3 separate regions of the Zea mays genome follow, and regions 2 and 3 are each linked to region 1. A link is a contact called in public Hi-C data. All regions are on one chromosome and are shown on one strand. The core of a region is the stretch at or near the end of the contact, and the rest is flanking DNA. Distances in the headings are between cores, read along the strand shown.

Region 1 (3,320 bases), core at 506-3,005:
CATTTCCTTTTATTCTACCCACAGTCCAAGCGATAAGATGATCTCTATAGGTTCGTATGCTCTGGATCCGATGGCCTCGCTCTCCTAGCTCCCTCCGCCACCGGTGGCCCTCCACGCTCATCTCTCCCGCCGACCCCAATCCACACGAAAACCCTAAACCCTCGCTACTTGGCCTCCTAGTTAACCTTCTCTCAGTGGCCCCGCTCTCGTCCCACCGCCACCGGGTGGCCCTACAGGCTCACCTCCCCTGCCAACCCTAATCCCCACGAAAACCCTAAACCCTCGCTACATGGCGGCGGCGGCTACAAGCTCTTCGTTGGCTCAGCACCATGAGGCCACCGGCTAGAGGTAGCTAACCATGACACTTTCTTTGTTTTCCATCCATTTTTGCAAGCGGACGAAGACTTATTGCTTCGATAAATCCTGTAGGACACGATGGGAGGGAGGCAGGTTCGATGGCGATGGCCGTGGGAGAGGCGGTGGCTGCAGATTTGGTAGTGATAGAAGCGACAGGGACATACATGGAGGCTGAGGGTGACTTGGGCTGTCTTTTGTTTCTGCCGTGAGGCTGAGAGGGTTTACTTAGTCGCCAAAACACCTATTGTATAATTGATCATAGGCTAACCGCACCTGGCACGACGCGTGTGGGTCACCATTAGAGATGGCAATGGGTATATCTCATACCTATACCTGCGACAAAAAATAACCACGTCAGGTCACCCATATACACTGGTGGGTATGGATTTACCTCCATACACATACTTATATGGGTATAGGTCATCCGTACCACAAGATTAAACATCTATCAAGAATACATTATACGAATATCAAGTGTATCCATCTAAATATTATTACAAAATTTCTAGCATCATTCATTCATTCATTCATCTATTCAACAACATCATGGATAATTAGATAAAGTAGCAACACTAAGATAGTACCACATAACATATACATGTTTTATTACATGGTCATCAAATAGTTGTTAAGCCTTCTATGATATTATCATCCAAAAGGTTGTTAAATAGTCAAAATGATGGATAATCGAAGTCCAAATTTACACTTTTATACAAGATATTTTATATCCATGGGTTAGTGGGTATAAGTGAGGACAGAACGTTCTAATACATATTTTAATGGGAGTAAATATCTATCGATCATCTGGTCGCGGCTAACATTGGCATCTCCGTTACTCGTTTATGCAACTGCGATGCGGCAGAGGAAGTCGCGGGCGGGCTCCATGTTTGTTGCATGGACACGTCACAGTGTCACACGTCACCCTGCCATTCTACCGTTCCGGCTGCGTGTACGGTCATAGAGGTGCACCCATGCTGCATTGCTGCTGATGCCGTTGCCCGCCATGCAGCGGCCTCGCCTCTCTTTTGGACTGCTTCCAACGGCCTTCCTGGACCTCTATCTATTAGGTTTGGGCCTTGCGCTCGTGGCCCTTGTCAGCTTCTATGCCACGGCGGAAGAGAAAAGGGAAAACCGATCGAGCCCGGTCGCCGCCCGAACCGAGCCCGGGCCCACATTATGCCACGCCCACGGGCCACGGGGCTCTCGATCCCCTCTCTCTATCTCCTTCCACTCCCTCCGCCTCCGTCATCATCCCCCAACCTCCACCCCGCCCCCGCGAATCCATCCTATTTCCGCCGATGCCGCCTTCCTCGAACCTTCGTCGCCCGCTGCACCTCCCCGCCGCGCCCCCTACAAAGCCAGCCAGCAGCTAAAAACCTCCTCATTCTCATCCACTTCCTCCCGCGCAACCGCTCTTCCCCAACTTCGCCGCCGCCATGGGCTCCTCCTACGACCCCTACCCGTCCCCGGCCGCCGACGACCTCTTCCTCTACCTCTCCGACCTCGGCCCCGCCTCGCCCTCCGCGTACCTCGACCTCCCGCCCACCCCGCAGCCTCAGCCGTACCCGCAGTCCCAGCAGCAGCAGCAGGGGAGCAAAGGCCCCACGCAGGACATGTTGCTCCCCTACATCTCCAGCATGCTCATGGAGGACGACATCGACGACACCTTCTTCTACGACTACCCGGACAACCCCGCGCTCCTCCAGGCGCAGCAGTCCTTCCTTGACATCCTCTCCGACGACGCCTCGTCCCCGACCACCACCACTGGCACCACCAACAGCAGCGCCAGCGTCAACCACTCCTCCTCCGACGCGTCCGCCAGCGCGCCGCTCACCCCAGCCGCGGTCGACTCCTACTCCCCGGCCCCCGCCGTCCAGTTCGACGGCTTCGACCTCGACCCCGCGGCCTTCTTCAGCAACGGGGCCAACTCCGACCTCATGAGCTCCGCCTTCCTCAAGGGCATGGAGGAGGCCAACAAGTTCCTGCCCTCAGAGGACAAGCTCGTCATCGACCTCGATCCGCCAGACGACCCCAAGCGGTTTGTCCTCCCCACCCGCGCCGCAGAAAACCTCGCGCCCGGATTCAACGCCGCCGCCGCCACCACCGCCCCTGCCGCCGTGGCTATGGCGGTGAAGGAGGAGGAGGTGATCCTCGCTGCGCCTGATGCCGCGCTTGGCAGCGGCGGCGTCGTCCTGGGCCGCGGTCGGAGGAACCGCTTGGACGATGACGAGGAGGACCTGGAGCTGCAGCGCCGGAGCAGCAAGCAGAGCGCGCTGCAGGGGGACGGCGACGAGCGGGACGTCTTCGAGAAGTACATCATGACCTGCCCCGAGACGTGCACGGAGCAGATGCAGCAGCTGCGGATCGCCATGCAGGAGGAGGCCGCCAAGGAGGCGGCGGTCGCCGCCGGGAACGGCAAGGCCAAGGGCCGCCGCGGTGGGCGGGAGGTGGTGGACCTGCGCACGCTGCTCGTCCACTGCGCGCAGGCCGTCGCCTCGGACGACCGCCGCAGCGCCACCGAGCTGCTCAGGCAGATCAAGCAGCACGCAAGCCCGCAGGGGGACGCCACCCAGCGCCTCGCTCACTGCTTCGCCGAGGGCCTCCAGGCCCGCCTCGCCGGCACCGGCAGCATGGTTTACCAGTCGCTCATGGCCAAGCGCACGTCCGCAGCCGACATACTCCAGGCGTACCAGCTGTACATGGCCGCCATCTGCTTCAAGAGAGTCGTCTTCGTGTTCTCGAATAACACCATCTACAATGCCGCTCTGGGCAAGATGAAGATACATATCGTCGATTACGGGATCCATTACGGCTTCCAGTGGCCGTGCTTCCTTCGATGGATAGCGGATAGGGAGGGCGGGCCACCGGAGGTGAGGATTACTGGCATTGACCTGCCCCAGCCTGGGTTCCGCCCTACTCAGCGCATTGAGGAGACAGGGCGCCGGCTCAGCAAGTATGCCCAG
Region 2 (3,320 bases), core at 380-2,879, 250 kb before region 1:
AAGTAAAGCTAGAAATAGAATGCGATGGGAGGGGCTGCACATGGAGAGGGCGATCAGAGCAGAAAATTCATCTGCCCGGTGCTGCTGAAGCTCCCACATTATTGAGCTGAAACTTAATCCTCTCCGTCAACACGGCCGCAAAAGCAACCCAGCACCACCGAAATCGATCGGTGTAAACCGCGGCACAGGAAAAGGCAAGCAATCAGAGCAATGGCGACGACGAGGTTTCGATCAAAACCAAACCAAACGTCACAGGAAAAGGCCGCGATGTAGACGAGCTGAGCTCCAACCACCTTCCGATGCCAAAAGGACGGTAAAACGCCGAGGCCAAACGAAACCCTAAAAGCAACAAACCATCAAACCACAACCGGTAGAATCTATCTATCCGCCGGGATGAGCCGCGGCGCGGGTCGAAGAAGCACAAAATCGAGAGGAGCAGCAGAGAAAACTCAGCGAAATGGCCGGAATTCCTAGCGGAAACCTCCAGGCGCTCGCGCTACATGCTGCGAGCTAGGAAACACACGGCCGCGGCGAGAAAAAAAAACCCCCGCGAGCGAAGAACCCGAGCAGAATCGCAGGAGAGCCCCCCTAGAAAACCTCAAATCCCGCTGAGCCCCCTCGGGATCACAGCGTGGAAGAGCGGAACACAAACGCGCGCGCACTCGATCGTCGTCAGCGATCGCAACTCCAGAAAAAAAACGAAGAAAAGGGAGAGTGAAATTCCAGCTGATCCACGGCCGCTCGCCTCGGCGAACCATCATCGGCGGCGTCAGGCAGCAGAAGCGCGCACCACATTCGCGAGGAAACCGAATCCACCGAAAAAACCGCAAGCCAGGAGTGTCCAAACCACTAAACCAGACGCACACCAACCCACCGACGAAATCACACGAGAACAGCATGCAACTGCACGCACTACTATACTCCAGAAAGGCGGACAGAAACCCCAGCGGCGACGCATGCGTGCGGCGACGAACAAGCTGAGAACAGGACAGCCGAGCGCTGGAGCGCCACGCCATTGGCATAGCTATAGCTAGGTAGCTCTCGCGACTCGTGATCGCCCATGCAACGGCGGGCGATGAGCTCACCTCTCCCATGCGTGCTCCAGGCGCGGCGCGGCTCTTCCGTCGTCCTCGCACGGCACGGGCGCTGGCATCCGTCCCCGAAGGATCGTCCTCCTCCTTGTGCACCCCACGCGGACCACTCGATCGCCCACTCGCCGCTTTATGTGGCAGCCCTCCTCCAAAAACTGCTTCAGGCTTCGCGATCCTCTCTTCTGTACTCTACTCACTCACCACGGCGGGGGCAGCAACCTCTCCTTTCTGCCGCCGCTGTGGCGCTGTCCCCCCAGCCCTCTCTCTTGTCTCTGGCACTCTGGCGAGTTGGCTCTACCCACTCCCGTACCCGTCACAGCTTTTGCCTCCCTCTCCGGCTCTCCCTCCCCGCTTGAAACCCTCCTTGTCGCCTTGCGCACGGCCAGCCGGGTCACCCGTTTCCTCTTTGCCGTTTCGGGCAACCGGGCCGCTGCGACTGCGACCGGCCGCGCCACGGAAACTCCAGAGTCCAGAACCCAAACCAACCAACCAACCAACCAATTAACCAGCAACGCCCGTCCACATTGCCTCGTCTCGTCGCGTTCCGTGGTGCGTGCTGCCATGTATATATGAACCTGCCGCCGTCTGATTCGAGCCAGTGGGGCACGTCACACGTGGCGGGCCGGCGTGCAGCCGGGAGAAGCTGCCGGTGAAGCGGTGAGAGGCGGGCGTGCGGACGGACGGACGGGTTCTGGAGAAGGATGCGTATGCGTGGGCCGGAGAGGCGGAAACGGACTTTGGAGAGCGTCCTCGCTGTTTCCCCCCGCGTTCCGGTGCTGCGGCGAGCTCCGGTTTCGCTGCTCCTGTGTCAGGGATCGGGTGGCAGCGCTGCCCCGGCGGGGGCCTCTCTAGAAGATTCCCCGTATGGACGCTGGCTGGTGGGGCTGGGAGCCAGGATGAGAGCTCTGAGCCCGTGTGTCAGTGTCAGTCAGTGGACGGTGGTGTCCGTGTGGCCGTCTAGGGTCTAGGGTCTAGGGTCTTGGCTCTTGGATCGGGAGTGGGAGCGAGCGACCGTGCATGCAATCGGAGCTGCAGTGCAGCCTGCAAAAGCGTAGGAGGAGGGGGATTACCAGTGGGACCCGCGTATCGTCCTTGGCAGGCGAGCCGGGAGGTGCGGTTTGGCGATGATGACGCCAGAGCCGAGAGGGGTAGGAAGGGTGAGCACGTCCAACTGGCCAAGTGCATTGTGCCTGCAGAGACGGGCCTGTTCGATGGTGATGCATTGACGGAGCAGCTTCCAGGTGTAGGCAGCCTCCTCTTCTTGATTTCTGTTTGTTCCTTGTGTCACGTTTTGCACGGGTTCTCGTTACTCATTACCTTGAGTTCTTTTCTTTTTCTTTACAAAGGGTTACCGCATGTGTATATACGTACTCAGTACTCACCTCGTACGTGGTACAACAAATAAAAGTAACTCTGAAATAAGTTGCGACGACGGAAAAAAAATCAAAGTATGGCTCTAAGCGCACAACCAATCAAATTATAAAAACAAGAACTCGTGATATATATGAAAAAACCGAATATTGTCTAAAACGAGAATAAATTGCTACAAAACATACAGTGGTAAATAACACCGGCTCCATCTTAAAATATAGTTCTTTTTAGCCTTCTTTTTTCCCATCTGCATTCGAATATATGATAATGTATGTAGACACACATACAAACTACATTCACATGTTAATTAATGAATATATATTTAGTCTAAAACAAATTGTATTTTGGTACGGAATATAAAGCCATGCCTCTAATTTTGCTGAATACGTCTTGTAGACCTAGACAATTATATTTGCATGTCCTTCTTCTTAATCTGAAATGCCTTCTTAATACTTTGAAGATCAAGCCCTTTGAATAGTTTCCTCTTGATGTAGATCATCACCATTAAATCATTAAGCCAAGAATCACCCATTTTGTTGCGCGACTCGGTTTTGATAACTTTCTTGGCAGAAAAAGCCCTTTCAACCGTGTTTGTTGCTATTGGCAGTAGCGACGCTGACTCAACAAGTCATAGACCAAAGGAAATACAGTATCCCTGCCAATTTCAGCAATTGTTTTTTGCTAGGCTTGCAAGATCATGACAAGCTTTGAGTCGGTCAACTCTTCGCACATGAACAATAAATGTCTGTGATTGATCTTTGATTAACTTGCGATCGTCAAAAGAGAAATCCTACAAACATATCTCCGTAAGACGAGCAAGCTTATTCACATGAAACTTGTTAATTGAATCTCTTGGAT
Region 3 (3,320 bases), core at 616-3,115, 240 kb after region 1:
CAATTTTTACAAGGTGCACGAATGGTCCGTATGAATTATGGATGGTCCAATATGAAAACCTTGGAACTTTTAGGTGGTTTTTTTGTGAACATATTCCCTATAGTGTTGTGAATCTATGGTTCACAGATCTCATGAACTTTGGACTCTATTTGATATTGTTTTGAGGTTTTCTCCCAAAATTACTCGTTCTGCCAGGGGACCGATATTGCACCCTTAGGTGGTCCATTTGAATCAGTATTTTATGAGTCTTTCTCTAGTTGTTTCCCTTCTCAAATTCAGGTTTTCTTCCCTTTCAAAAACTCAAGTTTTTTCCATTCTGTTCATTGAACTTCTTGAGTATATCTAGCCACTAGTTGGTGATCATCTTGGAATTTTTGGTGGATGTTGCTCGGGGATCAAATCGATAAGTAAGCTAAGACCCTTCTAGCACTAGTTGACAAAACTAACCGTCTAAGGAATCCAATTCACACACTCCTTATCATATCCCTTTCAAAGACCCTCAACAACCACCAAGAGTGAACCATACCCACAAGAGGGTGAACTGACCACCCAAGAGAGAGGTAAGGTATCACTTTGAGTATTGCCATAGGGATGGTCACCTAAGGAAAGATGAGTAGCACAATTTTACGGTGAACAACCAGAACATGTATCGCCCTCCACATGGTGATTTGATAGGACGAGATGTCTAATGCCTCAAGGTGTTAGGCCTCAAACTATGAAACCATGTGGTTGTTGTGCCCATGGGGTTTTGGTCATAGCCAATATGATAATGGATCCTAGGGAAGTGGCTTTCAGTCACACGACTCTAGTGGACCATATTTTCCCTTCTATGGTAATCATTATCCATAGTGTGACATGAGATGTTTGGTGTTTTCCCTCACACTTTACCTAGGAAAGTGACTCAACGCTAGTATCGTTCACAATTTACTAACCTTAGTGTTGTGCCATATGCTCACCTTATGTCCTTTTAATGAGCAATATGGAGGTGTGGAGAATATAGAGCCCATGAATTCTAGCTATTCACTCACATGTAAGTGAAGGATGTCACAACAAGGATAAAGTTGGGGGTGAGGTGTCAAACATAGAGCTCATATAACTCAAAGATCTAGAGAAGGAATCGTGACAACGCTAATTTCATCCCCACCATTACAAAAGATTAGGGTTTTAGGGTGTATGTGTATTTTAGGCTCAGATGGTGTGCTAAGTGGACGCAAGAGTTATACTGGTTCGGGCAGAACGTCCCTACTTCCAGTCTTTGGTGGCTAGCACTATCGGCACCTGATTGCTCATAGTAGGGGTTACAAGAGGGTGAGAGATGTAACACCCCAAAATCTTATTTTGGGAATCTAATAAAATTCTCCCAAAGGTTTTGAAATTTTCTTACCTATGAAGTTACATATCCTAAAATAAATATGTTTCCTAATAACAGAGTTGATAAAAGGGATCTCTACATAAATTAAACTATTCCTTTGTCAAATTATATATTCTCTCAAGAATTTTATAAACTAGAAATTATCTTTCCTAAAATACCTATTTGTTTTGCAAGTATGAATTTCATAATTAAAAGCTCTTGCATAAATAGGATAATAAATAGAAAAATGAAGTTATACTTTACATCTTGCTAGACTTTTAATTGTGCATCTAGTTTGATTTGAATGTCCAACTAATATTTGAATTAGATCTAAAATTGGAGTTCATAAATTAGAAAGAAAATATGAAATAGAAAGAAAAGAAAAAGAGAAAGGAATGCATTACCTACTCTTGGGCCGAACTGCCTGGTCGGCCCAAGTTCCCGCGCGCCCGCCTCACTGTGTGTGCAGGCACCAGGTCGATGGCGGCCAGACCCAATTGCCAACAACAAATGTCGCGCACACGCTAACTCCTAGAATCAATGACGATCCGCCCCCACCTGTCAGGCTTTCTTCCAGCTCAAGTCTGATCGAGCGCCGAGTTCTCTAGGGTCGTTTCCTTCTATCCTTCTTTTATCCGGTTAGGATCGTTCTCCCTAGGTATAAATGTGTGGTCAGTCCCTCTCATCCCCCACCACATGACCTCCACCGCCTCTAGAAAATAGCACACGCAAGAGCCTTGTTGGGGATCCACAGAGATGGGAGAAAAGCCTCCACTGTCGAACTATGGCAACAACGCTGCTCAGAGTCCAGGAATCTATCTAGATGGATCACCGGAGTACGAGGGATGCGTGGAAGGGATTTATCGAACTCTGGAACTCTTGGGGTCGACAGAATTGCTCGTCGGAATCAAGCTGTTGTCGTAGTGCCGCCCTCCGACGTGGGCAGGGCCCTCTGCACCCCCATGCTAGGTGAGACCCACCCCTTCATTTTGCCTTCGTGCCCGCGTTAAGAAGCACCTCTCGGATTGGATTTTGGGGCACCATGGTACCATGTCGTGCTACTCCGGCGAGGTCACCGCCGCGGCCGTGGGCATCGTCGGGGGTAGGAGACACTGCCCTGGCCGTTGATCTATTGAGGGTTTCCATGATGAAGCGCTGAGCATACCCATTGGTGACTAAATCTGAGCCATTAATGTTGATCGAGTGATCCAGATTGGATCGCGTTTCATTAAATCCGCACCATAGATTCTAGAATCAACGGTGGAGAGAGCCTACCGGTTCGGGAAGACTAGAATCTAATCTGATTCGTTGGCATACGATCGGACGGCCTAGGCCGGTCCGTGTAAGACACTACACCGCTTTCTCAAAAGAAACCCTAGGGTTCTTTCAAATGAACCTACAATCCGGTGATAATGATAAAACCTTTAATATAGTCCTGTTTTTAGCCAAAGTAACCCCGGACTTTTTATATATGTATCCGTCGTCCAACGGTGATTAAGTATTTGTAAATTCGATATAGAAACTTATTTCTAGTGTAAAAATTAATATAAAAATGTATAAAATCTTAGAAAATTCATAAATTATTAATTTAAAATCTGATTTAGTCCATTCCCGTTGCGTTATTCTCATACTAATATTTCCTACATATTAAACCACATGAATTATCAGGCAATATGTTTTAAAAAATAGATGACTAATTTGTTTAATCTATGTCTATTGAATTAACTTATCTAGTTTGAGTTAATGTAGTGTTCTAAATTGGTACATCTATAACTTGACAAAAATATAATTAGGTTATAACTTAGATTAAAGTTAAATTATCTATGTGTAGGTGTTTGGACCGTGGGTCCTTAACCAACCAGTAAATGTGTCGCGTGGCCGACTCTAGATGGTGTGCGAGAAGACACAAGCAATTATCCTGGTTCGGGCTACACAAGGCCCTACTTCCAGCTGAGAGGAGGCTTATATT

The links. A called contact is a pair of places that touch in the nucleus more often than the background predicts.
Region 2: a Hi-C map of leaf shows a contact between it and region 1, with 3 times the contacts expected there. The contact joins the promoter of LOC103644989 here to the promoter of LOC103640045 in region 1. A contact is called at or near these places in 4 of 25 Hi-C or Micro-C datasets (ear, endosperm, leaf and 1 more).
Region 3: a Hi-C map of tassel shows a contact between it and region 1, with 3 times the contacts expected there. The contact joins the enhancer-like site here to the promoter of LOC103640045 in region 1. A contact is called at or near these places in 3 of 25 Hi-C or Micro-C datasets (endosperm, leaf and tassel).

The regions. Positions count from the first base shown.
Region 1 is chr1:159,343,107-159,346,426 of Zm-B73-REFERENCE-NAM-5.0, forward strand. LOC103640045 (scarecrow-like protein 34) reads left to right here and starts at 1,756. Exons shown (of 1, transcript NM_001428420.1): 1 at 1,756-3,320. The coding sequence starts at 1,794.
Region 2 is chr1:159,095,803-159,099,122 of Zm-B73-REFERENCE-NAM-5.0, forward strand. It overlaps LOC103644989, which reads right to left and starts at 1,630. Exons shown (of 14, transcript XM_035964116.1): 1 at 1,086-1,630. The coding sequence starts at 1,094.
Region 3 is chr1:159,581,201-159,584,520 of Zm-B73-REFERENCE-NAM-5.0, forward strand. No RefSeq gene overlaps it. Among protein-coding and RNA genes, the nearest start is that of LOC103640060, 150 kb to the right of the region's middle. Within about 2 kb of position 1,866, at least 16 of the 20 cell types and tissues checked have an H3K27ac peak or open chromatin away from gene starts, as enhancers often do. A contact at or near this core is called in leaf and tassel, where this site is marked.